7 separate regions of the Mus musculus genome follow, and all the other regions are linked to region 1. Evidence: chromatin contacts called from public HiCAR-type, HiChIP or PLAC-seq and promoter capture Hi-C data. All regions are on one chromosome and are shown on one strand. The core of a region is the stretch at or near the end of the contact, and the rest is flanking DNA. Distances in the headings are between cores, read along the strand shown.

Region 1 (3,431 bases), core at 18-2,517:
TCAGTGGTTAAGAGCACCTCTTGCTCTTGCAGAAGACCTGGGTTCAGTTCTGTGGTGATTTGGATATGCTTGGCTCATGGGAAGTGGCAATATTGGGAGGTGAGGCCTCATTGGAATAGGTGTGACTTTATTGGATGAAGTGTGTCACTGTGTAGGTGGGCTTTAAGGTCCCTAGTGCTCAAGCTCCAGCCAGTTCAGAAGAGAACCTCTGGCTGCCTTCAGATCTGGGCTTCTCCAGCGCCATGTCTGCCTGCATGCTGTCATGCTTCCTGCTATGACGACAATGGACTGAACCTCTGAAACTGTGAGCCAGTCCCAAATAAATGTTTTACTTTTTAAGAGTTGCTTTGGTTATGGTGTCTTCACAGTAATGGAAGTAAAACTAAGTAAAACTGGTTCCCAGCACCCCTGTGGTGACTCACAACCAACTGTAAATCCAGTTCAAGGGATGAGATGGCCTCTTCTGGCCTCTTCTGGTACCAGGCACACATGTGGTACACATACATGCTTGAATGTGGTGATCTGTTGAAAACACTGTTTCCAGGTAAGTCTGGGTAGTTAACGTTTGTTGCCTAATCACCCACTGAAGATCAATGAATGAGGTACTATCTAGGCCCTAAGACACTCTTCTTATCTTTCACAAGTGTTAAAGAGACTTGCGTATCGCCCATAGCTTGTGCAATATTAGAAGCACATGCAAAAACCACACCTTTTTTTGTAAACTCATTCACCCTAGGTTAGCTTTGTCTCAGGTATGTAATAGTTTGGACAGATCAACATTGGTTGAAATAGCTTGTTTTACCCTTTAAATTCGTGGGGATAAGGAAAGATTATTCTGTTGGGTGACACTTTGAAATATAACTGGCATGCAGTCGACGTGACGTATTTAAGTTGTACAATTTGATACATCCTCACAGCCGCGTACCTCCTAGGATCCTCAGCCGAAATGAGAAAATTTCTAGACTGCAATTAAACAAAAACAAAACTCAGAAAGGGCTCCAGGATGATCAGAGCTGAGCAATCCCTTTGGTATCCTTTCTCGTGAGGCTGTCACAGACAGGGCCCCCGGCCAGGCTTGGCCCATCCAAGGCTTTGAGATGCTTTGATTTATAATTTGCCACTCCCGACAGGAAATTCCTTAAACTTTCTCCTGTAGGTGTAGGGGTCAGCCAAAGCCTCGGGATGACAGAGACAGCTGGTTGACCACGCCTCCCCAAAGACCACGCCTCTCAAGGATCCCGGCATGCTGTGCGCTGGCCCCTGAACGGAAGCCGGAAGCGCCTGTACTTCCGGTTGGCGTCCCACGCGTGGTGCGCGGTGTTGTCTCTCAGGTGAGTTGCGTGGGCTTTGGACTCAACTCCGCGGCGTGAAGGACTGGCTCGGACCCTGCCTCCGCGGCGAGACCTGACCGCATCCTCGCTCGGTGCGGGGCTCGGGAGGGCGAGGCTCGGGGTCCCGCACACGGACCACTGGTGATTGCTGACGCTCAGGGGACCTCACCCAGCCACCCCACGGTTCTCGTGACCTGTACGGTGTGCAGCAGAGCGGTGGCCCCGGGGGATCCGGCTCAGCCCCGCAGTCCGCAGACGGGGACGGTAGCTCCGGGTTGAAGCCGAACTTGGTAGAAAGGAGCTGACAGGAGTCGGAGGATCAGAGCGAGCCTTAGGGAGAGCCATTTCCAGACCTAGATCGGAGATGTGACGGTCCTGAAGTGGGCGTTGTGCGGACTGGAGCTTGCGTGCGTGTGGGGCTAGAGAGTAAGTCGGAGGCCCGAGAGGAGCGGGATGAGCTTTGATACACGAGGGGAGGAGTCTTTAAAAGGCAGGGAGCTATGGTTTAAGCTGTTAAAAGTTCACACTAAAGATGTGGTGACGGATATTGGATAAGAACAGCGCAATAGGTGATTTTAAGGCGGAGCTGTTCGCTTTCTGTGTCTACTATGCATAGCTGCTCTTTGAGAACGGCTTGAATTAACGACTTGTTCCTACTTAAAGGGGCCTGACGTGTCCGGACTTAGTCCTTTCATGCTCTGCGCTGATTATTACATAAGCTAAGCATGAGGGCACAGCACAACTTCTCTTCCATCTGTCCCAGTTCTGAAGAGAAGGCTGCTTGGCCACGTCCTTGCCAGTCAAGGGTGTGAGCAGTAAACCTTTTGTTTGTGTTTCTGTTCACCGCCAGGTGAAGCATGGCTAAAAGCCTGCGGAGTAAGTGGAAGAGGAAGATGCGGGCCGAGAAGAGAAAGAAGAATGCGCCAAGGGAGCTCAACAGACTGAAGAGTATCCTCAGAGTGGACGGGGATGCTCTAATGAAAGACGTTGAGGAGATAGCAACCGTGGTGGTAGCCAAACCTCGCCAGGAGAAAATGCAGTGTGAGGAAGGGCGGTGTGACGGCGCAGATGAGGAAAAGGGTGAGCCTCGGTCTTCATTTACATGGTTTTTCTAAAAAATGATCCACTTTTCTCTTAGGGGTCGGTCTCTCTCTGTCTTTTTAAAGCCGTCTTCTACCCATTCTACTTGTCCCTAGTGTCAAGTCCAAAAGAAACTGGGGACAAATGGCTAGCTGTGGAGCTTATTAGATAATAAAGTACATGCTGGCACCCTGGTTCCTCTCAGCTCCTCCCCCCAACCCCCAAGTGTCTCCACTTCACAAGCCTCCCTCTCACTCCCATATAACACTGCCGTCTCGGCCGTGCTTCTCTCGGCTCCTGGATCCTCTCGTTCCTCTCAGTCGCCTTTACCCCACTTCTCTTCCTCTCTTGCCTCCCCAACCCCCACCCCACTTTCTCTCCTCTCATGGCCTGGTTCAGTCCACTGGCGATGTTTTGTCTTCTTTCTCTCCTGCTCTGGACTCTTCTGACTGTACCTTCCCTCATTTCGACAGTAAACACTTCCTCTTCAATCACACTTGGAGCTGTCCTGTGCTCACTGTATGCACCTCACATACCTGGTGTGTTCACGTCTTTATCCTTTGGAAGCTTACGTTTCTTTTAGAGACTGTGCTAAGCTGTTTCACAGTCAGTGTTTGTGAATAGCATCGCTGAGCTGTTTAGAATGGATCTTCAGCAATTACACAGCAGCTTGAATGCCCCAGGCACTGATGGTACTGCGGGATGGAGCTTAGCATCTAGGCAGATGTTTAATTACCCTGGAAAGTCACAGAATCTCACTTTTGTTTGCATCTTTTTAGAGACCCCTGTGTATTGTTACTCATTGGAGGCTCTGTATAATGCTGGATTCAGCAAAGAAAGGGGTGTTTGTTTTTAATGCCCCTGCTTGGCAGCTAAAGGAAGCACTCATATGAGGGGCATTGACTACACTTCCAGAGGACCCAGGTTCAGTTCCCAGCACCCACACGGCAGCTCACAACTGTCAGTAGCTCCAGGATCTGACATCCACACAGACAGACATGCAGGCAAAGCTTCAGTGTA
Region 2 (3,596 bases), core at 1,091-3,590, 980 kb after region 1:
TGTGCCAGAGCCTTCTCTGGAGACTAGGAATCCAGTCAACCACATGTCAGAAAGGGCAATATCTGGGATGGAGGAGAGCAATAATCAGAAGCAAGCAAGCAGATATGGAAGGCTTGTTTCAGAGAAGCAGTTTGAAGAAAATTAATGAAGGCAGTTCATAAGATGGTCTGATCAGCCACACCTTACTCCTTCAAAGGGGCCTTTTATTCAGGGTGGAACTGGCTTATCAGAAGTCACAGGAAATGTGACCGAAGAAGACAGACAGAAAGAACAGATGTCCTGAGCTGGGATAAGTTTGAAACCCACTCCATGTAGGGAAGGAGGCAATAGGGTGATTTTTACCACCCGTTCTGTACATTCTCTGCCCTGCTTCCCATCCAGCTGCTGATGGTGATGATGGTGACGATGGTGATGGTGGTGATGGTGACGATGGTGATGATGGTGATGGTGGTGGTGTTGGTGATGCTCTTTGACCACAGACCGGCATGTTGGCATCATTTTGCTTGGTGTGTCAAATAAAACCCTGACCCTGTCTGGCTCCAGCTCAGAAGTTTTAGCGGGACTCTGATAAATTCTGTTCCTTGTTTCATGTTCCTAAGAAGTGAACCAGCAGAGTGATTCCAACTGGACACCAGCCTTGAAGCCTGGGGTAAAGAAAGCAGATGCAAGAGCAGAGATCATGGGGGCCAGTGCTTCAGGTTTCCTTGTTTTTTCCTGTTTGTAGGAGATGTCAGGATGGTTTTCAGATAAACCTGACAGTATAGCCACAGTGAAGACAGAGTATATTCGTGCCTTTCTGGGATTTCATCCCAAACTCTAGATGAAACAATAAATGAATTGAGTCATAAACAACCTTCAGTCATGCTCTGGGTCTGTGATTTCATACCTCTAATTCTGAAATTTTTAAAAGTCTTTAATAACCAGATTCTCTTCATAATTCATTTGGTCATGATGTAAAACCACTCATGGCCTGTCCATAAGGTGTCTCAATATGTGTACCTATCCAGTTGTCGGGATACTAATAAGCTTAATGGGAGATAATGGTACCAGCCAGAGGCATTACGAAATCTATAATACTCCTTCTGTTTTAGCTGTATAAAATCAGGCATTATAAATTCTAAAAAATAAGATCTGACCCAAAGAATGCAAGAGCAGATTGGCACCTACACATACGTGGGGATCTCTGGCCATCACCTGGCCTACAGCACAGTGAGCTCCAGGCCTTGAGAGACTCTGTCTCGCTAAACTAAAGGTGGATGGCTTCCTGAGAAACCTTATCTAAGGGTGTCCTGTGACCTCCACATTCCAGAACACATGTGAACCTATTACATATATTAAAACACAGACACACACAGAGACACACACACCTTGTCTCTCAAATGAATCTCCTTCATCTATAACTACAATATTTTTGAGGCTGGCCTTGGGGGGTGGGGGAATCACATGCACCTTGCCAGGTCTCTTTGCAAATCAAAGTGTTGCTGGTGGGAACTCGGGCACTTACAGAATCCTGGAGGGTCAAAAAAGAAAGTTTCTATCTTGTGAGGTTTCTGGGCATCCGGAAAGAGGAAAAGTACAATTTGGGATGGATATCAAAGCCCCAGGCATCTGACAGTCTTGCCTCCTTTCCTGAACCTTGATTGACTTTGTCACTGGGGAGTGACTCCAGAATTTGGGCAACAAGTTTTAAAAACAGTTATCAAAGTCATGTTTCAGTTCTAAGGTTGGCTGTCACTTGAGGAAATAAAAATGTCCTTCCTGTTAGAAGTTATGCAATCCTTAGCTAAGCTGAGCGTGATGGTCTTTGTGATGTCCAGAACTGTGGCAGCATCCCAGGAACCCTTGCCGAGAAGCAACCTCTGGAGAGAGGGGAAAGGTGAGAGAGGGGAGAAGAGAGAAAAGAGCTAGCAGCAACTGAGAGATGTGGATGAAGTTTTACGAAGAAAACATAAGGTAGAAAAGTGTGTAGTTTCTACTACCCCACTTTAAGCTCCGAGCGGACCAAACTACCCGCCCCTACCCTGGTTCCCTTGGATTCACGTATGAAACACACACACACACACACACACACACACACACACACACACACACATTAGCTTAGTTTTAATATGCTTTTTAGCTCAATGACTGGGCTCTTCTAAACCTTCCGTAGCTAACATGCCCTTACCTTCATTCCCAGCTCAACCTCTGTAAATCTGTCCTCAGCTTAGTTACGTTTCTAATCTCCCACCTGCTACCCCAGGCCCCATCAGGGAAGCGGCCAATGGCCACTCCACACAAGACCTCACATAACTGGTGGCTCGCTCTCTCCCTTTCTCACCCTCCTAAGCATTGCGAATATTCTTTCCTGTTCTGTGTCTCCTAGCCTGCCTACAAGAACCTGGAAGTCCCGCCTCTTCTGCCCAGCCATTGGTCACTAGCATCTTTATTGATCAATCAAGAACCAATCGGGGAACAGGACCTTCTGGTGTTCACACGCAGATTCCCAATCAAAGCATCAGAACTACTCCCTACATAGAAGTTCTTCCGGTTGCACCCCTAAGCAGGTATCATAAGCCATTGAGGTCATAGAGAAGTGGGCTGGTGGTGTAAACTGGGTCACAGCCCAACCCCCACCCCCCAGTCACAATAAAACCCAGCAAGGGAATAGATCCCGTGCTTAACTATGGCTACTATGACCTGAGGAAAGAATTTCTTGAGGGAAGATGTTGTTAAATTGCTTTGCCATTAATAAAACTACAGAGCAGAAAGGCCAGCTGCATCATTAATTAATTAATTAATTAGTAATTAGTAAACAGATAAATGAATAACTCCTCCCACACCTCCGATATAAATCCCATTAAACTGCTTGGCACATCTGTAATTTCCAATGTCCGTGTTCAGTCATTCTGGCTTTCAGCCAGAACTTGGTTCTAAATGTATTACTATGAAGTTGGACCAGCTAGTTCCTGCTTGATGGGGTACATTTATCCAATACAAACTCTAGGGAGAAAGGACAGGATGAAAAAGGAGAGCTCCTTCAAAATGGAACCATTTTCCTCATGTTCTGAGATGCTGTTTCTTAAACTAATGACCACTGATGTAGCGCATTCTCCTCTCAGGTTATTTAAGTTTCATAACCTGGGAAGGAGGATTAAGAAAGATGGTGTATGGAAGTGTGTGTGTGTGTGTGAGTGTGTGTGTGTGTGTGTTAAACTGTAGTATGTATAGCTACGTGTAAATACAGGTATGAAGCCAAAGAGTGGGTCACAGAGGAAAGCATCAAGCCTAGAATTTGACAATAGAGCAAGCAGACTGGAAGAAGGAACGCCAACCCAGTTTGTACATGAAATGTACCTAATTCAGCGATAGGATCAAGTATAGAATCTTACTTTGTAAAGTTGTTTTAAAATCACATACTTGCATGCCAGCTGCACTGGAAAAGACCAACACCACTGGTATGTTGCCCTGTGAGAAAAGCTGATGGGATGGGATGGAGGGCCAGGGGGCATAGGGTGACCAGCATGAGACTCTGTAGGAAAGGATGACCCTGAGGAAGAGGCCACTAAGAAGACTATCAAGTGGGTGCCTCTAGTCCTAGATTTCTGAAAATCCCA
Region 3 (3,471 bases), core at 175-2,674, 620 kb after region 1:
TAAAAACTGTCCTTGCTTGATAAGATTATCCTATCCAGACCAAGAATTATCTGTCTTGGTCAAAAAGTCTATGTGGTATCAGCATTATTGTGAACGTTTAGGATTTTTCAAAAAGAGGATTTTAGGCCAATGTCAAAATAATAATGTTAACCTCAGGTAGAAGATATTGCTGTCTCATGTTTATTTGGGGTATAGCGCTTCATTGTAGAAGTATAAAGAGGCTTCTCGCTGGATGCATTTTAATCTGAGGGATGTGCGTGAGTGACTTGCAAAATGACCTATGCGTGGACGTCGGGGCATTAGACAAATCAGTAAATACATACGCTCTCTGTCACCAAGATTTTCTTTGTACCTCTGCTAAGGACAATGGTTACTGAAGTGGACACCAAAGTTAGTGCTGGGTGTTTTAAATGTCTAAACAGTACAAAGTTAGCCAGTCTGTCACGCTAGAAATTAGCCAAGAAAGTCTGTCATCATTGTCGGTTTCAGAAAGTGGACAAATATATGAAAGGATAGAATCAAATTCAGCAAAGGAAAGATGGGCAGGTAACTGAGCAGCCCGGAGCATGTGGTCACGTGACCCGGCCACGCCCACCGGCTTTCAGGACACTTACTTGAACAACGGAGTTCCACAGACAACACATTTATATATTCCAGGATCTTTGTGATGTGTGTACTCTCCTTCAAAGGCACTGATAAACGATAAACAGAGCGTCAAAAACTGTTAACAGAGCTAGTGTTACTTCTTATAGAACACACTGGTTTAAATACATTTCTCTGGTAAAACTTTCAAGGGTCTGGGGCCCTAAAATGAGAACAGACCAGACATATGGAAGCTTGAACAATAGTAATATACTTCGAATATATACATATATATAATAAAATGTGCATATAACTACTCCAAACTAGTACAGGTTAAGTCAAAATATCAAGCCATCTAGTAAGTAATACTTAGAATATTTTTCAAATTAAAAAAAAAAAAAAAGCCCACTGTTTGAGTCACATGAAGAACACTGTTACCTAAGATTTCCGCGGCCCCACACCATACAAGAGGGGGACCAGAAAATGTAGCAGGTCCCAAGTCTTCGAGTGGAAGGAGTCTTATTTTTTGGTTTGAAAAGGAATATTGCAGCTTTAAGGAACTGTTTTTCTAAGTTAGCGATCTTACAGGCGCGGAGGTCACTCGGTTAATGCAGATCAGCTGTGTCGCCCAACAAAAAGGCCGTGTGCTCTGCAGCTTGGTTTTATTATCGTTTCGTCCCTCTTTACGAGGTCCAATTTTTTTTATAAACAGAATTTTTTTTTTTTTAAAGAATGACCTAATCTCTGGTTGTTTGTGTGCATTAAATCATTTTGCTAGGGCATGCACACAACATTGGCGGGCAGAAGTCCTGGACCCTGTGATCCAGCCCTGCCGCCGCCGCTGGTACAAGGAAGGCACACCTTGTGAGAGAGCTTCATTGTTCAGTAAACTCAGTGAACAGTGGGGGCTGTGACAGGGAGAGCGTGCTGTCCATTAACAAGGATCCCTGTGTGGGAAGGAAGCTCTTTCAGATCTTGAATGGAAACACAAAGTCACATCACGAATAAACCTGCATCAGGGGGACCATTTACAGCCTCGTGCCGAGCCCCGTGGTATGAATTAGACAACAAAATCATTAGGCCTTGGCAAGTTACTTTTTCGCTGGAATCAGCTGAGAGAGATTTTATTTTATTCACTAAAAAACAGTCTTGGAAGTGAACGACTGCCCCCCCCCCCCAGGATGTAGGGCGAACTTCCAAGGACCAAAGCCATGCAAGGGCAGTTATTGAAAATTTTTGACATTCCAACCACAAATGAGCCAATAAATACTTTCTCCACATGTGCTTCAAAAAGAAATCCGAGTGGGGTGGAAAGGAACTAAATTATGCTACCTTCTTTTTGCAGCCAAAACGTCTATGCTTTACAATGCCACCTTCAAAATGCCAGCCTCCTGGCATAGCGCCACATCCCTCACAGTTTTCCTTGCTGTGATGTCGTCCAAAAAAAAAAAGGGGGGGGGGCACCCAAATCGCTATTGCTTCCACACATTTCACTGTAAACTAAAAACAGGCCCTTAGCAAAAGTCCCGTGGCTTTATATAGATATAGTTCGCTGAGTGGAGAGAAGCAGAAAAGAAACTCAGCTTTAACTCAAACAGTGCCATCTCCAGCCTTTTCAAAGACAGTCATTTGCAGGCCTTACCCAGCATGCATAGTTTCTTTAAAATAATCAACAGGGAAGAAGACTCCAAGGAGTGGGAGAAAGTGGTGCTTGCCTGCTTGCTTGCCTCCCTGCCTGCCCACCTGCTTGCCTGCTTGCCCGCTTGCCCACCTACTTGCTTGCCTGCCTGCCTGCTTGCCTCCCTGCCTGCCTGCCTGTTTGCCTGCTTGCCCGCCTGCCCACCTGCCTGCCTGCCTGCTTGCCTGCTTGCCCGCCTGCTTGCCTGCTTGCCCACCTGCCTGCTTGCCTGCTTGCCTGCTTGCCCGCCTGCTTGCCTGCCTGCCTGCCTGCCAGCTTGCCTGCCTGCCTGCCTGCCAGCTTGCCTGCCTGCCTGCCTGCCTGCCTGCTTGCTTGCTTGCTTTTATTACAGCACACATTACCTTTCAGTTCCTTTCTCCTGAGTGACATGGTACTGTAGGGGTGTCAGCCGCTTCCTCAGTTCCTGCTGGGAAAAGACCACCTTACAGTTCTTTTTATCCCTACATGACCCTGGAAAGAGAGGATATGGGAGAAAGAGCCATTTAGCCTGAATCCTAAATACTTGCTTTGGCTGGCCGCCACAGCACAGCCTCTACAGTCACTTGTCAATGACCAGAGAATCCCTAGCGGACCACAAAACCTTACCTGAGCTGCAGCCGGTCTCCAAGCTCCAACAGAATGCACTTTAAAAAGCCCCATGATTCCCCTGGCGCAGCAACAACGTGTCACAGCCAAGGCTTGTAGCAGGTGATATTAGAAACTCACTGGGAATTTGTTTACAAGATTGTAGCACATCCTTTATGCCACCTGATACCTTGAAACCCCTTTTAAAACGGTGGATTCAGTAGCATGCATGTATTTGCAGGTATGAAGTGATAGTGGACATACAAAGATCCACTGAATAATTTTGCAACTTGGTAGACTAGCTTGAGGCTGTCACCATGCAACTGTCAACCAAGATGACCACCTACCATCCAATTTATTTTTCTGAGGAACCTAAACATGTCTTTTTTTCTACAGTAGGAACTGCTGTTTTCTATGAGTCTGACAGACATTTAAGTAGGTTCTGTGTGGTCTTTAGAAATGCATGTTTTTTCTAAAGCCTGTGTCTTACCAGCAAGGAACTGCCAGGAGACTTCAGGAGAAGGTATTTACTTATACAAAGAGAGATTCAAGAATTCCAGATTAAGAAAAAGACAGAGACAGAGAGAGACAGAGAGACAGAGAAAGGCAGGAAGAAAAAGACACAG
Region 4 (3,275 bases), core at 228-2,727, 670 kb after region 1:
GAATATGAGTCGATTTAAAGGTGGGTCCTTTCCGAAGTACAATGTTCCAGAACAAACATAAAACTTCCGTCATTGTTAACGGAAGCACTTACAAACTGCAGTGGGTATACTTAACTATGTACCACTGGTCCTGAGAAACCACTTCGTCAAGTCTATAACCCTGAGAATCTTCCCTGGATAACATTTTATACATCAAAGTACCTTTAAAACCTATTTTGTCTTTTATGCTGCACAGGGTGTAGTCGACTGTCAACTCAAGTGTGCGTTGTGTCCTGGCTAGCCGAACCTCATTTTGACAGTTCAGGCTATCCTAGCCATAGGCAACACAGCGACCACCTAACACCTCCCACATAATCCAGGTTTCTGGTGATTATAACGTTTTGCCTTGCCAGACAAAATGAATCAAGCTTTGATTTGTTTACTCTGTCCAAATTCAAGAGCCCCTGCAACTTAATATTTTCCTTTAAAACCTCCCCTTTGGACTTCAAATAATTAGTTTTTTGACACGCAATGGAAATAGGAAGAAAGAAAGAAAGAAAGAAAGAAAGAAAGAAAGAAAGAAAGAAAGAAAGAAAGAAAGAAAGAAAGAAAGAAAGAGAGAGAGAAAGAAGAAAGAAAGCTCTCTAATACTTTACATATGATTCAAAGAAAATTCTTTTAAATCCTTATTGCCCCCACTTATCGCATAACCTACAAAGGCAGGAACAGTACTTTTTATTCAGATAGTCTGACTTGAAATAGCCCAGTGGAAAAGTTTAAGAAATAAAAAGGGAGGCGGGGGGGGGGGGCTCTGATGCTTGTTTTCACTTGAAAAGAAGACAGAACTGGTACCTGCCCCCTGGAGTTTTGCTGGTACCTGTTTGGGCCTATGAGCCGCCAGCCCGGTCCGGGGTGCGCCCCTGTCCCCAGGGGCCTGGCGACGCCTTCCTGGTTCCCACGCCCTGGCCCGTTATCCCCCGGCCGCAGCTGCGGAGAGGCCCGAAAGAGAGAGAGACGCGCCCTCGGAGCTGCAGCCCGCGCCCCCGACCACCTCACTGAGCCTCCCCGAGGACCCGCGCGAGGACGGCGGCTCAGGTTCCCGTTGGGGACGGGTAAGGTGTCAGCGCGGCGGCCGGCGGGGCGCGGGCTCTCCCGCCTGACCTCGTTCTGCGCTGTCCCCTCGTTGGCGAGGAGCGTCTCCGGGGTCCACGCCGAGACTCTACGGCAGGGGGATGACTCTCAAGACTGAGGGGGCGGCGCGGGCGCTCCCGGGACGGGGGTGGGGGTGGGGGGAAACACTCCGGGTCCCAGGCTGACTCGGAGGGATCGGAGGGCCGGATGGGGCGAGGCGGGGACTCACCGCGCGTCGTGGTGGCCGCGGCCGCGGCTAGGCAGAGACCCAGGCAGAGCGCGATTGGGCACGGGAGGGTCCGCCGCGCACTCTTGGGGAAGACGAGCCTCCGCTGTCCGATCCCTCCTCCCTCCCGGCTCCGGGCGACAGACGGGGCGGCGGGAGGCATGACGGGAAATTCCTGGGCACGGGCGGCCGAGTCCAAATATGAGCATAGCAGACAAGCGAGGGAGGACGGCGGAGCGCGCTGGCCGCGGACGGGGCCCGCTGCCCGGGACGCGGCCGCCGCCAACTCCCGCCTCCGGCGCCGCCTCCACCGCCCCGGGCCAGCCCTGCGGGAACAGGGCTTCCGCGCGTGGGCAACCCGTAGCAGAGCCCCCTGGCAGCATCCACCTGAGACCTTTACTGTAGGGTCAGGGCGCCTGAGAGCTAAGGACCAAAAGTCCTGGCCTGTACCAAAGAGGCTGTGAAGTGCCAGTTAAGGTGTGACATGGTCGCTCTTGTGCCTACTGAATACCCATAATACAGAGGACCACCGACTGCGTCCCAGGGGTCGCACCTGGAGGGGACCTCACCACACCCACTATGTCCAGGTGAGAATGTCCTTATAATCCCCCACTATGTGTGAGTGAGTGTGTGTGAGTGAGTGTGTGTGTGTGTGTGTGTGTGTGTGTGTGTGTGTGTGTGTTGTAGTAAGATTCAGCAAAAGGGCAGTCCCTGAAATTTTACTTGAACACCATATATGGAGTCAAAGCAGGCCGGAAAAGTTTTCGCTCCAGCTAGAGCTGTTTTACAGGACATTCCTCCTCACCTTGACTCAATATTCACTGATACAATCTCTCCCCCAAACCCCAACTCACTCTCTCTCTCTCTCTCTCTCTCTCTCTCTCTCTCTCTCTCACACACACACACACACACACACACACACTTACTTTTGCACACTGTCCAAAGAGGAACTTTGATAATGTATTTTAAGGGCGCTACCTCTGATGACCAAAATGTCAGTCCCAGATGTTTGATTACAGGCCAAGCGCGTGCGAACCTGACTTTTTTTTTTTTTTTTTTTTTTTTTTTTGGCACTAAACTCCACAATTAATCAGATCCAAATGACCCTCTCTCAAGACAATGAATGTAATTATGCCTTAATTACTATAATATATATCCACACACACCCAAACAAATGTTTGACAGGATCTGGAGATGTGGGATGTTATACAATTACTTCTCAGCATATTAAGATGCTGCAAAAGTGATTAATTGATGTCAAACACGGACGGGGGAAATGTCAAGCAGATTTAGAGGGTGGATTATTCTAACATGAACTAGAGGGGGGTAATTTGTCCATCACGCCGCGCTTGAAGATGCTTTATTTGAAAGTTAGTAAACCTCATTTCTAAACAAACTCGATTCTGGCAACACAGGAAGGCCCCCAAGCCAAAACATAGTGTATTTGCAATCGGCCGCTTCTAAAACATCCCGTGAATTACACCCAACAGATGGGCAGATTTCGCTTCACGAATTAGCAGTGTTGGTGGAGCTACAGGCAGATGGCCTAAGGAAACTCAGGCTGGATGAGTTCTGATAGAGCAAAGAGCTTTAAAGGCCCATTAATATTACTATCCAGCTATGTACCTGAAACGCACAGTGGGCAGGAACGGGAAACTCGAGTATCCCCGTTCCCATCCTCCGTCCCTCCTCCCTCGCTGTTGGAGCTTGTATTACGTAAGCAGCCATTTTTCTCCCTCCTTTCCCTGCAACGCGCAGCACAGTCCTTCCCCATAATCTAAATGTTTAAAACAAAAATAAAATGAGTGCAGCCATTTATAAACTTTAGATAAGAACTCTCCATGAAGCGGGGAGGGAGGAGCACATTTTGAAGGACTGCAGCAATGGTGGCTAGGCCTACAATATGTCTGTACAGTGGCCGTGAGAGGCGGAGCTGTCC
Region 5 (3,529 bases), core at 1,017-3,516, 730 kb after region 1:
AGCAGAAAATTGAGTTAAAAGAATCAAAGCACATGGATTGCAAAGTGCTTTTAATAGCACTGATTTTTAATGTGAAATCTGAGCACTCTGAAATAAAGCTATACAAACTCGAGCGTGTCTGTGTCTGTGACAGCAGAATGTATGTAAATCAGCCTGCAGACTCCTCTGCGAGCTGCTCACAACAGGCACCAGTGCAAAGCACACCTGGATGGATGGAGACAAGTAGAGTTCGTGTTGGACAAGTCAAGCCACATGTATGTCTATTTTGCTCTGTGTTGCAAAGGTAATAGTGTTAATTCTAACAGAAGCTGGGGGAGGTTGTCAGAAGGACTAGGAAGGCAGAAGGAGAAACACAGAAAAAGTCATGTTGAAAGCTACTAATGCCTTTTATATTCCAGATTTGCGATTCAAGACTGAGAAAACGGAGAGCTGACATATCTAAAGAGCCAGGGGATTCGTTCTGCCCTTCAGTTAATATTTTCCCCTCAAATGCCAACAAATGACACATAATAAATTGAATTAAGAATGGTAAGAATAAAATAGAGCCTTTTAGGAGGCAACTCTTTGTAAGCGTAGCAAGTCTTAAACAGTAAGTATGTCAGCCCTCACTCAGATTTATGAAGAGGCACGCTCACACATCTTCCTTTCCTCAAATCACTTTAGTATTTTTAAAACACCAATATACTTAATTGAAGCTGTCTGGTCTTCACTGACAAAAAGAAGCATTTTATGTTTAAAACCCCACAGAGATTCTCGTCAGTGGTGACCAACCTGAAGAAATGTGGCAACTGCAGAGAGGACCCATGTCTCAAGAGCATCTGACAGCCGAACTCTCTCTCTCTCTCTCTCTCTCTCTCTCTCTCTCTCTCTCCCTCCTTCCTTCCTTCTCTCTCTCTCTCTCTCTCTCTCTCTCTCTCTCTCTCTCTCTCTCTCTTTCTTTTTTTCTTAGTTGGTCTCTTCTTTCAGAAGACCTGAGGGAGCTACAGTCCTCACTCTTACCCCCTGCAGCAATGCCAGGCATTCGCAGAGTGGTTCCCATCCCCTAAAGGCCCAGGCAGCTGCGGCTCCCTCCACACTGCTGTCTTCTCCCTATGCTTCTCTGGGGCTCACACCACGGCCTTTTCTCGGATTCTCCCAGTTCAGCCACTTCCTCTTCTATAACCGTGGACCTCTCCGGGTCATTTCAAGTTTCAGATACCAAACTCTTCTTGTGTAGAGCCTTAGTACTTTGACTTATCTTTCCTTTAAACTACATTAATGACTATAAATCAAATTCCTAAAATGTGTAATTTGATCTTCAAAATCTCCCAGTGGTTTCCTAAATTTTAGCTTATAAATTTAAGATGGTACATTTTTTATTTTCCTTCTCTAAACTTCCGTTACCAATTTCAAAAATATAATTAGTTTTGTCAAAGCTTTCAACAAATATAAACTTTTTCTAGTTTTTAACCTGAACATTTACCAACCATTATGTTTTCCTAAGCACATATTTACTATGAACAGGTTATAAGTCAGGATACTATAAAGTATGTGCTACTCTTAAGCAAATACACTGATGGCTGAAAGGACTCCATGGGGCCACAGTGCCAGGGAAGAGACTGGGTGCTGCACGCTGGGCAACGCGAGTCTGGGCACCGAGTGACTACACGTGTTTGCCCTCGTTTACTTTCTATAGCTGTGATAAGAGACTGACCACAGCAGCCTGGGGAGGCTTTACTGGCTTACAGGTTCTGTCTGTCCATCCTTTAGCCCCAGGCTGTGGAGGCAGGACCTGAAGCAGAGATCATGAAGGACTCCTGCTCACAGGCTTACTCAAACTACATCTCCTATACACAGCCCAACCCCACTCCTCAGGGCACCGTTCTAGTGGGCGATCAAGAAACTGGCCCAGCAGACATGCCCACAGGACACTCTTATAGAGGCAACTCTTCCCTGAGAGTCCTTCTCCCCAACTCTGTCTAGGTTTGTGATGTCACACTGACAGCTGGAGGAACCCAAGACCCCTGCCCTCCTGGCACTTATCTTCTACAGAGATTCAAAGAAACAATAAACAAGTTAATGCTAAAAATCCATACATGCCAGATAGGCCTCAGTATTTCAGATGGAAACAATAGGGCTTGATTGTGAAAGAAGCTATTTTTAGTAAGATAATCAGAGAAACCCCTCCCCGCCAATAGCATTTCAATAGACTCCTGGAAGAACATGCCATATGACTCTCTAAAATGTGAAGGTTAGTCACAGAAAGACCAGCCAAGAACACAAAGGCTGGAAGGTAGTTACATGTTTGGTGTGTCAGTCCTGGAATGAAGTAAGCCAGTGCAGTTAGAATACCCTACAGTGGAACAGACAGCAAGCAGTAAGCGACTGAGACTGTAAGATCAATTAAGGAAGTCGGCAAGTGGGATCTTAAACATGTTTTTCATATTTTACTCCAAGGTAGAAACCTGAGAAAACTAGAAGCGTTAGTTATCCACTTCACATTTTTAAAGAACAGCACTTGTAATAAGGAGAAAGTCTAAGAGCCCTAAGCATTTAGTGACTAAGTATCTACTTACAAGACCAGACAAATCGGCAGTTGTATATCTATCGAATGCTTCTCTCAATCAGTGTCACAGGATGCACTCATATCTTTCTATTCTATGCATCTTGAACTAAAGTAAATCACAGTACACAGAAATGTATTTCTCCCAGGAAAATTCTAGACATTTGCTTCTCCTGGTAATTGTCATTCTCTATGTTCTCTGCTTTCTTTCCGCTCTGAGAGTCAAGTCTGCAGCTACAAGCACAAAGGATGTGGAAGTTCTGTAGCTCACGACGACTCTCCTCGTCTCTGACCCTGAGTAGTCTTAGTACCTTCACAACCAGACAGTCTGATGTAACTAGGAGGTGTTTCTTTCTTTCCCTCAACACCTGGAGAAGTGTGGTGCTAAAGACATAAAGAACAGACAGGCTGAAGGCTCGTCTCTCTGATATCAGAGAGGTCCAATCTCCTGACCACTGTGCAGCCCTTTCAAGGGACAGCAATTGCTGCAGCACTCCTGTACTGGGAGCTAGCTTGTTGACACACATTTTAAAGTGCCTCAATTAATACAACACCACTATTTTAGAGAATATATTACTACATTTTGTTCTGAGTGAGACATTGACCCATAAAAAGTTAAGTTACCTCCTTGATATAAATGTGCATAAATTTTGTTAATGGAATTCCCAACAAAATTAAAATCTATTTATGTCTGACTCCAAAGGCTATATACTTTCTCATTATAAAAACCATAAAAACTAAGGTATTTTCTATTTCTTAAAAACCAAAGAGCATTTTTCCCTTGCACTTTCAGACGTTGAGTAACTAAGCTTTAACACCTTATAATAGAACACATCAAAACCAACAGATAAATGGCTAGAAGACTGCTGCTGGAGATACACTGTAGGTTCTTAGGTAAGGAGAACCTCTCAAAACCAGTTCTCAACTACACACAAGGAGATAGATGCATGAGTAGTGTGGCTCGGGACTATCCTGCTCAGCTCAAAA
Region 6 (3,323 bases), core at 35-2,534, 650 kb after region 1:
TTTTTAAAAACATAACACTCAGATCTCACCACGGTCTTCTTTCTCTCCTGAAAAAAAAGGTGTGCTGACAGCAAGAACCAAGAAAGCAATCTTACAGGGTTTCTCTGTGTAGCCCTGGCTGTCCTGGAACTCACTCTGTAAACCAGGCTGGCCTCCAACTCAGAAATCCACCTGCCTCTGCCTTCCAAGTGCTGGGGGTTAAAGGTGTGTGCCACCACTGCCCAGCTCAGGAAAGCAATCTTAAAATAAAGACCACCCTTGACAGAAAATGCTCCACTGACCCGTGCAGTCTCTCAAACCCCCACTTTCCCCATTTCCCTTAGTAGAAATGTTACCATAGCATCTCTGAACCTCTAACTAAAATGCCTGCTATAAAGTCCAACTGGAAACATTGTGTTCATGGGCATGGGGCCTGACATACTTTATGTTCAACTGTCATTGGCTGAATGGATGGGCAGCTCCTTTAGCTGCTGCCTCTGTGAAGTCAGCGGCTGGATAGGTAGTGATGGCACCACCTCTGCTAACTCTGATGCGCGGAAGCCTGGGTTTTAAGAGTGCCCCAGTCTTCCGAACCATTTTCAAACTAAAATTAGGAAAGTTGAGAACTGCTGCTTTAAAATGTCTTTTTTTCTACCACAGTGCAAAATGTACCTATGCACTGTTCTAACGGGGCCATTGATGTCGCAGTTTATATGTGTTCTGTGTTATATGTGTATTTCAGCTACACTTTGTCTTCACATGGGTTTTAGCGATCTGAACTCAGATGCCCTGTTTCTTTTCTTGGTATATAAAAAGCATCGACAAGACAGAAAAACCCACATAAAGCAGTTTAATTTTTAATGTAAAAAAAAAAATACTTTCAGGGGGAGGACGACTGGAGACTGAACCTAGGGCCCTGCCCCTTCTAGACAATCCCTCTGTCACCACACTTCATCCCAGGCATTTCTGTCGCTTTTTATGTGAAATGGGGTCTTGCCGGCCTTTAGCACAGTCTATATCCCAGGCAGGCCTCCACCTCGTGCCCCTCGGCCTCGCCAGGCCCAGTTTAGATCTGGTTTTTCAATTGTTTCTTTCTGCTGTTCTGGTTTTCCTTTTCGAGTCCTTGAGATCACACTAAGACCCTCACTGACCACGCTACGCTTCAATGAGGTGTTTTACGCTGAGGTTTGCAAGCCTCCTCCGTAAACATAGAGCTTGTGATATCAGTCATTAGAGAGGCACATGGCACCCCTACATTAACACTACAGATCCCACGGAACAGAGGCGCAGCGCCCCCTGGCGGCATCTCCTATGGCTGATGGTCACTTTCTCCCTTTGCAGAAACCGTGTCTGTATCTCAAACACTATTCCTTTTATCCCAGCCTGGTCCTTCGACTCCCTCTGGGTTTCTGTTTGCTTACTCTCTCATACTTAATCTTTACCTTCCAGATGCTTGCAATCTGACAGAGAGCTATAAAGCTCTAGAGCTGACCTTCCTCAAAGCCCCCAGTGCCTCGTTTTCTAAAGGTTTCTAGATAACAGTGCTATCTGCTTGTGTGTGTGCTGTGTGCTTTTATTCGCAGGAACTTCCCTATCGTTTTATAACTTCATAAGCTAATCTACTTCATGTTATTTAAATATTTGCACGCGTGCATTTCATATTACCATGAATAGTAACCGGATTCAAGTGTCCGAACTCTGTGAGTCTGAACGTGTGATTCCGAGGTAGCTACTCCTACTGCTTGCTATTCTCTGGTTATTTCTGGCTCTCCACTTCCCACGCTAGGAATGCGGTTCCTCCTGCTGCCCCCTGGTGGTGGAGAGGCCACACGACACGTTCCAAGCAATACATAAGCTGCAGAGTTGGTCAAAGTGGCGCTTTCCCGAGCCTCTTAGCTGTTGGTGTGAAACCATACAACGTTTGCTTTTCTTCTGTAATAATCCCAGCTCTACGGTTAGTCCAGAGCAGCTCTGTTAACCATGACCCCGGAGGAAGGGAACAAGGAATAGAACTCCCATCTGGCCCACAGAGAGTATGCAATGCAAACAAGAAGGGAGCCTTCAGCATGTGCAGCCCTTGGTATCTGCAATAGTTTGTTCCAGCAAGAATTACCGTTCGGATAAGAACTTGTTTGACGTGCCAGGGCAGCAAGTGATGGAGCCAGAAGAAAGTCTATTTTAATCTCCTCTACTATATTAAAAATTCCTTTGGTCTGGAGAGAGCCCCGAAGTGAAGAGGGAACATTTTTCTTCTAGGGGAGCCAAATTAGTTCCCAGTAGTCACGTCACAACTACTTGTAACAGCCGCTCCTCCGTGGCGATCACGTACCCCTGGCCCCAGGAGCACCTGAATTCATGCGTATCTACCCCTACTCCCGCCCCCAATACAATTTAAAATAATATATGTTTAATCCTCACGGACAGGAATTCTGGTGCTAAAGATTACTGTACCTATTTCAGAAAACGCATTCCAGAAACATGAGAAGTCCACCGCCAAGGTCATGGAACGTCACAGAAAGCCTACGGTCGCTCTCCCATTAATCACCTCGTTACTGACTGTCCCAAAGCTCCTCTTATGGTGGCAGGAGAGGACTTGCCTCCTAGATAAAGACACTGAAGACCAGACAATTGCTGTTTCACCACAGAGAGGTAACTCTGCCCCAGTCCTTCAGAAAGCAAAGCGGCCAGTCACTCCATGGCAAAGTTGGTAAAAGTTGAATGAATGGATGGATGGATGGATGGATGGATGGATGAATGAATGAATGAATGAATGAAATCCTTTATCCCAAAATGGCTCCACAAGCACTAACCACATCCGCTGCAGCATCTTACTGATTCCACAAGAGGGGAGCCTGCACACAAGGGCACACAGACACGATGCTCGCATTGTAGCCAATCAATAAATACAAGGAAAAAACAACATATTTGCCAGTAACTTTAGTTACTCCAACCCTAAGGTTAAGCAATCATAGAAACCGTTCCATTTTTTTTTCAACCTAAAAATAAGCAGCCAGCAACAACAATAACAACACACACAACACCAGACACAGACACACACTTATACACATGCCACACATACACACTCACACACTATACACACACACTCATGCAAATACACACATACCACACAACACACACATACACAGACATATGTGCACTCACACACCATATACACATTCATGCACACTCACACACACATACACACTGCATATACACACTCAAATGCACACACCTGTGTACCCACACACATATACACATGTCATAACAATATAAGCTATATATATGTTATTTTTTAATTTTATATATATACACATATATTATGTTATTTAAAAAAAAATAACCCA
Region 7 (3,603 bases), core at 658-3,157, 810 kb after region 1:
CGAAATTATTACCTGTAACTGAATGACACTGTTTTTACAATATTAAAGGGTTATAAGTTTGCCTAATATAGTAAAACATTATATAAATTAATATTCACTGCAACAATTAATTAATAAAATAGAATGTTGGGAAAAGATCCTTTTTTGTTTGTTTTTTGTTGTTTTTGTTTTTGTTTTTTTGAGACAGAGTCCCAGGTAGCCCAGGCTGGCTTCAAACTCCATATGTCGATTAGTATTAACAATGAGCTCCTGATGCCTCTGCCTCTACTTCTTTAGCCCCCAGATTACAGCCTGTGCTACCACAACCAGTTTAAATGTTTTGTTTTAAAGAAAGAGTAGATGTTAAGCTTTTTTGAGGCAAACCGTCTTAATTGTGATTTGCAAGAAGGGGCTTTGAAGTTAGAGCGATCGTGATTTGAATTCCTACTCTTGTCACTCACCAGCTGAATATCTGCGGTCAATTTACTAGACTTTTAAAGCTTTGGTTCCCCATCAGTAAAATGAGAGTAGTAACAGTAGCTGCCTGAGAAGAATTTTTAAAATGAAGCTTCATGGAGTTCACAGTCACAATGGACAGTCTTCGTGTCTAACTCCCAAACACAATACCTTCCTACCAATCTGTTAGATACCTACACAGATTTCACAGTTTTAACACATGTTTCTTCTTCTTCTTCTTCTTCTTCTTCTTCTTCTTCTTCTTCTTCTTCTTCTTCTTCTTCTTCTTCTTCCTCTTCTTCTCCTCTTCCTCCTCCTCCTCCTCCTCCTCCTCCTCCTCCTCCTCCTTCTCTCCTCCTCCTCCTCCCTTCCCATTCCTCCTTCTTTTAAAAAAATATGCTTGTGACCTAACATTTGTTGAACATGTACGCGTCCAAGTCCGGCTTCTATTCTGTAGTTTCTGTTTTTGCCATCCCCTGCTGAGAGACCCACCGCTCTACAAAGGACAGAAGGGAACACAGCCCAGCGCCAGAGTCTAGATCCTTGGGGGGCATTTGCTAGAAAGCCACTGGGTGCAAAAAAAAAAAAAAAAAAAAAAGTAAACAAAGCTTTTCCGGGGTCTGAAAACTTTCTGTGTTTTTGAAAAACCATTTGTTTCTGCTTTCTCTGTACGTTCAAGGAGGCAGGCAAAAAAGCCTTCCGTGCAGAGGTAATGCTGCAAGCCGCCGCTAGCTAAGTGCTCTCCCACCAGACCCTCAGTCTTACCCTCAAGCGCCTAAGATTTCAGAGACTGGGCGTGAGCCTCCTAATGTTTTCCCCCAAATCCAATTTTAAGGGGAGTCCTACCGTCGTAGAGCAGGGATGGGGGGAAAGGGATTACAGCTATCATCGAGGTCCTAGGGAACTATTCCGGGTGCAACTGGGTTATCAAGAAGACAAACCACGCCACCTGTCGGGTGTCTGTCCAGTGCAGAAATAAATGAACGTCCTGCGAGGACCAGCGCCTGCAGTAGCCCGACTAGCCTGTGGAGTCTCAGTATTTAACTTCCTAGGAGAGAGAGAGCGAGAGCGCAAACTGTCAGCTAGAGAAGTCAGAGTTTGCAGACAGGCACACAGAGATGCAGTCTGAAATGTAGTTCGAAGAGAAAGGGTGGGCTGGCTATGTGCTTTCCGTTAGCTCCACTGTTAAACGGAATTTATCTTTGACCACGAATCGAGCCCAGATTTTTTTGTTTGTTTGTTTATAGCACCCCGGCCATCCACACGTGTCTCTTCGGGCGGCAGGAGGCCTGAGTGATGACCCAGAAGTCCCTTTGGGTGTGTTTCTTGGTTGTGTCCCCGTTTTCATTCACCTGGCGCAGGCGAGCGGGGTCTACCGGGTACCGCGGCCCCGCCCCCGCGGCTCCGCAGCGCTCCCTAGTGGCGACCGCCTGCACACCACCGGCCGCTCTCAGTGCTCGCCTTTTGCCAGCAGTTCCCGCGGTTCCTCCCTCTCGAGTGTGCTCCTCTAGCTGCTGGCGCTGTGGGACGTGCTGGCATTGCCAGCTTTGCCAGCATCGTGTCTCTGCGTCCCCCTCTCCCTCCAGCCCCCACCTCTTTCTACGCGGCCGCGCATCCACTCCCTCCTTGCTCCCTCCTCTCCAGCACTCCCAGGCTCACTCGCAACGGAGACTGGAGACTTGCACGCCCAGTCGTTTAAGTAGGAACAGCTCCAGCCCCGCCAGCTGCAGCCAAGGCGAGAACTTCACAAGCAGCACAGGTTGGGTCGCTGCGGCAGGAGTTGCACCACCAGCGAGAAGGTCCTGAGCACCATGGCTCGGAGAAGAGCCTTCCCTGCTTTCGCGCTCCGGCTCTGGAGCATCCTACCTTGCCTGCTCCTGCTGCGAGCGGATGCAGGGCAGCCACCTGAGGAGAGCTTGTACCTGTGGATCGACGCCCATCAGGCTAGAGTGCTCATAGGTAAGGTCCGGCATCTGCACCTTCCCAGTGGTCCTCAGTTTTTCCATTAGAGCGGAGACACGTGCACCGAGTGTGTTTTAAAACAACTTCAAGGGTGACTGCCCCCTCTTTTTAAAAATCAGGATTCTCTATTTAGAGGCTTATGAGATTTTTTTCTCAAAAAAGCAAAGCCGACCCAACATCCCAGCCCTGCTGTTGCTAGTCCTGACTGCAGATTTGTAACAGGAATCCAGCGGTGGCACCCGCTTACTTCACTGTAAGCACTTTTTTTTTTTTTTTTTTTTTTTTTTTTTTTTTTTTTTTTTACCACAGAGAGAGGAAAAATAACTCTGGTACTGTTGTTGGTATCAAAGGCAGGTGCTTTATGAAAAGCAGTGACCTGCACTGGTTCCCAGGGGTTTTGCTTTCTACATGAAACGTCTGTTTCTTAGAAACGCAACTAGTTTGATAGGTTTGTTTATTATTTACACAACAGGATTTGAAGAAGACATTCTGATTGTCTCGGAGGGGAAAATGGCCCCCTTTACACATGATTTCAGGAAAGCCCAACAAAGAATGCCAGCCATTCCTGTCAATATCCACTCCATGAATTTTACCTGGCAAGCTGCGGGGCAGGTAAGTTCTGATAACAGAGCGGTAGAGAAAAGGCACTCTTTTGTATTTCAATTCTCCCGTGGCCCATAGTAATAATAATGGTGTGTGATGTAGCTCCGGTGGCCCGTAGTAATAATAGTGGTGTGATGTATACCATTTAAAATTCCATACAAGTTCTTGCCTGGTTGCCAGAGCACACAAGGGATCAGTTCCAATGTATTTAAAGTTGCCAAGTAAATGGAGAACTCTAAGGGTCAATGTACTCACGATCATTACTTTAATAAGATTTGGTATCCTGAGGTTTTGAGTATAAAGACCCCAAATATCCATATCATGGTGTTTCTGTAATCACTGATATTAAAACATTAACAAAGTATTTAGAAGACTTTCAATACTAACTGATAATCATTTGTGATGGGATTCATACTTCACAACAAAATAAGTTCGTAGGTATTCTTGACATGAATTTTAGAAGGCTGATATGCTGAGTGCTGCAGATACCACACATTTCTTGTAGAAGTTCAGAGACTCAAAAAAAGTAATATAAAATTATGAAAAATAAAGACTACTGATTTTCTGAAGCGACCACTCAAAATGCTTCCCTATGGAAATAAA

The links. Promoter capture Hi-C pulls out the DNA fragments that hold promoters and counts their contacts. HiCAR-type assays count read pairs that join an accessible place to other places. HiChIP or PLAC-seq counts read pairs in DNA pulled down with a chosen protein or histone mark.
Region 2: a contact with region 1 is called in a HiCAR-type map of astrocytes, with 4 times the contacts expected there. The contact joins the promoter of 4930432O09Rik here to the promoter of Llph in region 1. A contact is called at or near these places in 2 of 39 promoter capture datasets (liver and stem cell-derived epiblast-like cells) and 3 of 115 datasets of contacts at active chromatin or transcription factors (the NIH/3T3 cell line, astrocytes and bone marrow-derived macrophages).
Region 3: an H3K4me3 HiChIP or PLAC-seq map of embryonic limb bud shows a contact between it and region 1, with 7 times the contacts expected there. The contact joins the enhancer-like site here to the promoter of Llph in region 1. A contact is called at or near these places in 20 of 39 promoter capture datasets (the 3T3-L1 cell line, the HPC-7 cell line, HPC-7-derived erythroid cells and 12 more), 3 of 15 datasets of contacts at CTCF or cohesin (embryonic stem cells, hippocampal excitatory neurons and large pre-B cells), 18 of 484 Hi-C or Micro-C datasets (B cells, the G1E-ER4 cell line, bone marrow-derived macrophages and 10 more) and 23 of 115 datasets of contacts at active chromatin or transcription factors (the NIH/3T3 cell line, the SCID.adh cell line, acute myeloid leukemia and 15 more).
Region 4: a promoter capture Hi-C map of second pharyngeal arch cranial neural crest shows a contact between it and region 1. The contact joins the promoter of Msrb3 here to the promoter of Llph in region 1. A contact is called at or near these places in 23 of 39 promoter capture datasets (the 3T3-L1 cell line, 3T3-L1-derived adipocytes, the C10 cell line and 13 more), 2 of 15 datasets of contacts at CTCF or cohesin (the NIH/3T3 cell line and large pre-B cells), 2 of 484 Hi-C or Micro-C datasets (B cells and bone marrow-derived macrophages), 28 of 115 datasets of contacts at active chromatin or transcription factors (DN3 thymocytes, the NIH/3T3 cell line, acute myeloid leukemia and 18 more) and 3 of 9 other capture datasets (adipose tissue, embryonic stem cells and liver).
Region 5: an H3K27ac HiChIP or PLAC-seq map of extraembryonic endoderm stem cells shows a contact between it and region 1, with 4 times the contacts expected there. The contact joins the enhancer-like site here to the promoter of Llph in region 1. A contact is called at or near these places in 11 of 39 promoter capture datasets (3T3-L1-derived adipocytes, the C10 cell line, the HPC-7 cell line and 7 more), 1 of 15 datasets of contacts at CTCF or cohesin (pro-B cells), 11 of 115 datasets of contacts at active chromatin or transcription factors (the NIH/3T3 cell line, astrocytes, bone marrow-derived macrophages and 8 more) and 3 of 9 other capture datasets (adipose tissue, embryonic stem cells and liver).
Region 6: a contact with region 1 is called in an H3K4me3 HiChIP or PLAC-seq map of bone marrow-derived macrophages, with 15 times the contacts expected there. The contact joins the enhancer-like site here to the promoter of Llph in region 1. A contact is called at or near these places in 26 of 39 promoter capture datasets (the 3T3-L1 cell line, 3T3-L1-derived adipocytes, the C10 cell line and 15 more), 8 of 15 datasets of contacts at CTCF or cohesin (the NIH/3T3 cell line, embryonic stem cells, hippocampal excitatory neurons and 1 more), 70 of 484 Hi-C or Micro-C datasets (B cells, the G1E-ER4 cell line, LSK cells and 36 more), 44 of 115 datasets of contacts at active chromatin or transcription factors (the 230-238 cell line, DN3 thymocytes, the NIH/3T3 cell line and 30 more) and 3 of 9 other capture datasets (adipose tissue, embryonic stem cells and liver).
Region 7: a contact with region 1 is called in a HiCAR-type map of astrocytes, with 4 times the contacts expected there. The contact joins the promoter of Wif1 here to the promoter of Llph in region 1. A contact is called at or near these places in 10 of 39 promoter capture datasets (the 3T3-L1 cell line, HPC-7-derived erythroid cells, cranial neural crest and 7 more), 1 of 15 datasets of contacts at CTCF or cohesin (large pre-B cells), 5 of 484 Hi-C or Micro-C datasets (CD4 T cells, embryonic fibroblasts, muscle stem cells and 2 more), 7 of 115 datasets of contacts at active chromatin or transcription factors (the NIH/3T3 cell line, astrocytes, bone marrow-derived macrophages and 4 more) and 2 of 9 other capture datasets (adipose tissue and liver).

What each region holds. Positions count from the first base shown.
Region 1 is chr10:120,225,793-120,229,223 of GRCm38.p6, forward strand. Llph (LLP homolog, long-term synaptic facilitation (Aplysia)) reads left to right here and starts at 1,268. Exons shown (of 3, transcript NM_025431.2): 1 at 1,268-1,331; 2 at 2,182-2,411. The coding sequence starts at 2,189.
Region 2 is chr10:121,200,309-121,203,904 of GRCm38.p6, forward strand. It overlaps 4930432O09Rik (RIKEN cDNA 4930432O09 gene), which reads right to left and starts at 2,341. Exons shown (of 2, transcript NR_152796.1): 1 at 2,168-2,341; 2 at 1-644.
Region 3 is chr10:120,849,362-120,852,832 of GRCm38.p6, forward strand. It overlaps Msrb3 (methionine sulfoxide reductase B3), which reads right to left. Exons shown (of 7, transcript NM_177092.4): 3 at 2,623-2,731; 4 at 615-692. Among named protein-coding and RNA genes, the nearest start is that of Gm15910, 6.5 kb to the right of the region's middle. Within about 2 kb of position 1,425, at least 39 of the 459 cell types and tissues checked have an H3K27ac peak or open chromatin away from gene starts, as enhancers often do. A contact at or near this core is called in embryonic forebrain, embryonic limb bud and neural progenitor cells, where this site is marked.
Region 4 is chr10:120,897,494-120,900,768 of GRCm38.p6, forward strand. It overlaps Msrb3 (methionine sulfoxide reductase B3), which reads right to left and starts at 1,478. Exons shown (of 7, transcript NM_177092.4): 1 at 1,340-1,478. Gm4473 (a long non-coding RNA gene) reads left to right here and starts at 1,554. Exons shown (of 2, transcript XR_001779656.2): 1 at 1,554-1,923.
Region 5 is chr10:120,953,410-120,956,938 of GRCm38.p6, forward strand. All of the region lies in intron 1 of Lemd3 (LEM domain containing 3), which reads right to left. Gm50589 (a long non-coding RNA gene) reads right to left here. Exons shown (of 2, transcript XR_001779658.2): 2 at 1,370-3,529. Among named protein-coding and RNA genes, the nearest start is that of Gm50589, 11 kb to the right of the region's middle. Within about 2 kb of position 2,267, at least 23 of the 459 cell types and tissues checked have an H3K27ac peak or open chromatin away from gene starts, as enhancers often do. A contact at or near this core is called in the NIH/3T3 cell line and extraembryonic endoderm stem cells, where this site is marked.
Region 6 is chr10:120,874,592-120,877,914 of GRCm38.p6, forward strand. All of the region lies in intron 1 of Msrb3 (methionine sulfoxide reductase B3), which reads right to left. Among named protein-coding and RNA genes, the nearest start is that of Gm15910, 19 kb to the left of the region's middle. Within about 2 kb of position 1,285, at least 56 of the 459 cell types and tissues checked have an H3K27ac peak or open chromatin away from gene starts, as enhancers often do. A contact at or near this core is called in B cells, adipose tissue, bone marrow-derived macrophages and 8 more, where this site is marked.
Region 7 is chr10:121,032,097-121,035,699 of GRCm38.p6, forward strand. Wif1 (Wnt inhibitory factor 1) reads left to right here and starts at 1,908. Exons shown (of 10, transcript NM_011915.2): 1 at 1,908-2,394; 2 at 2,870-3,009. The coding sequence starts at 2,247.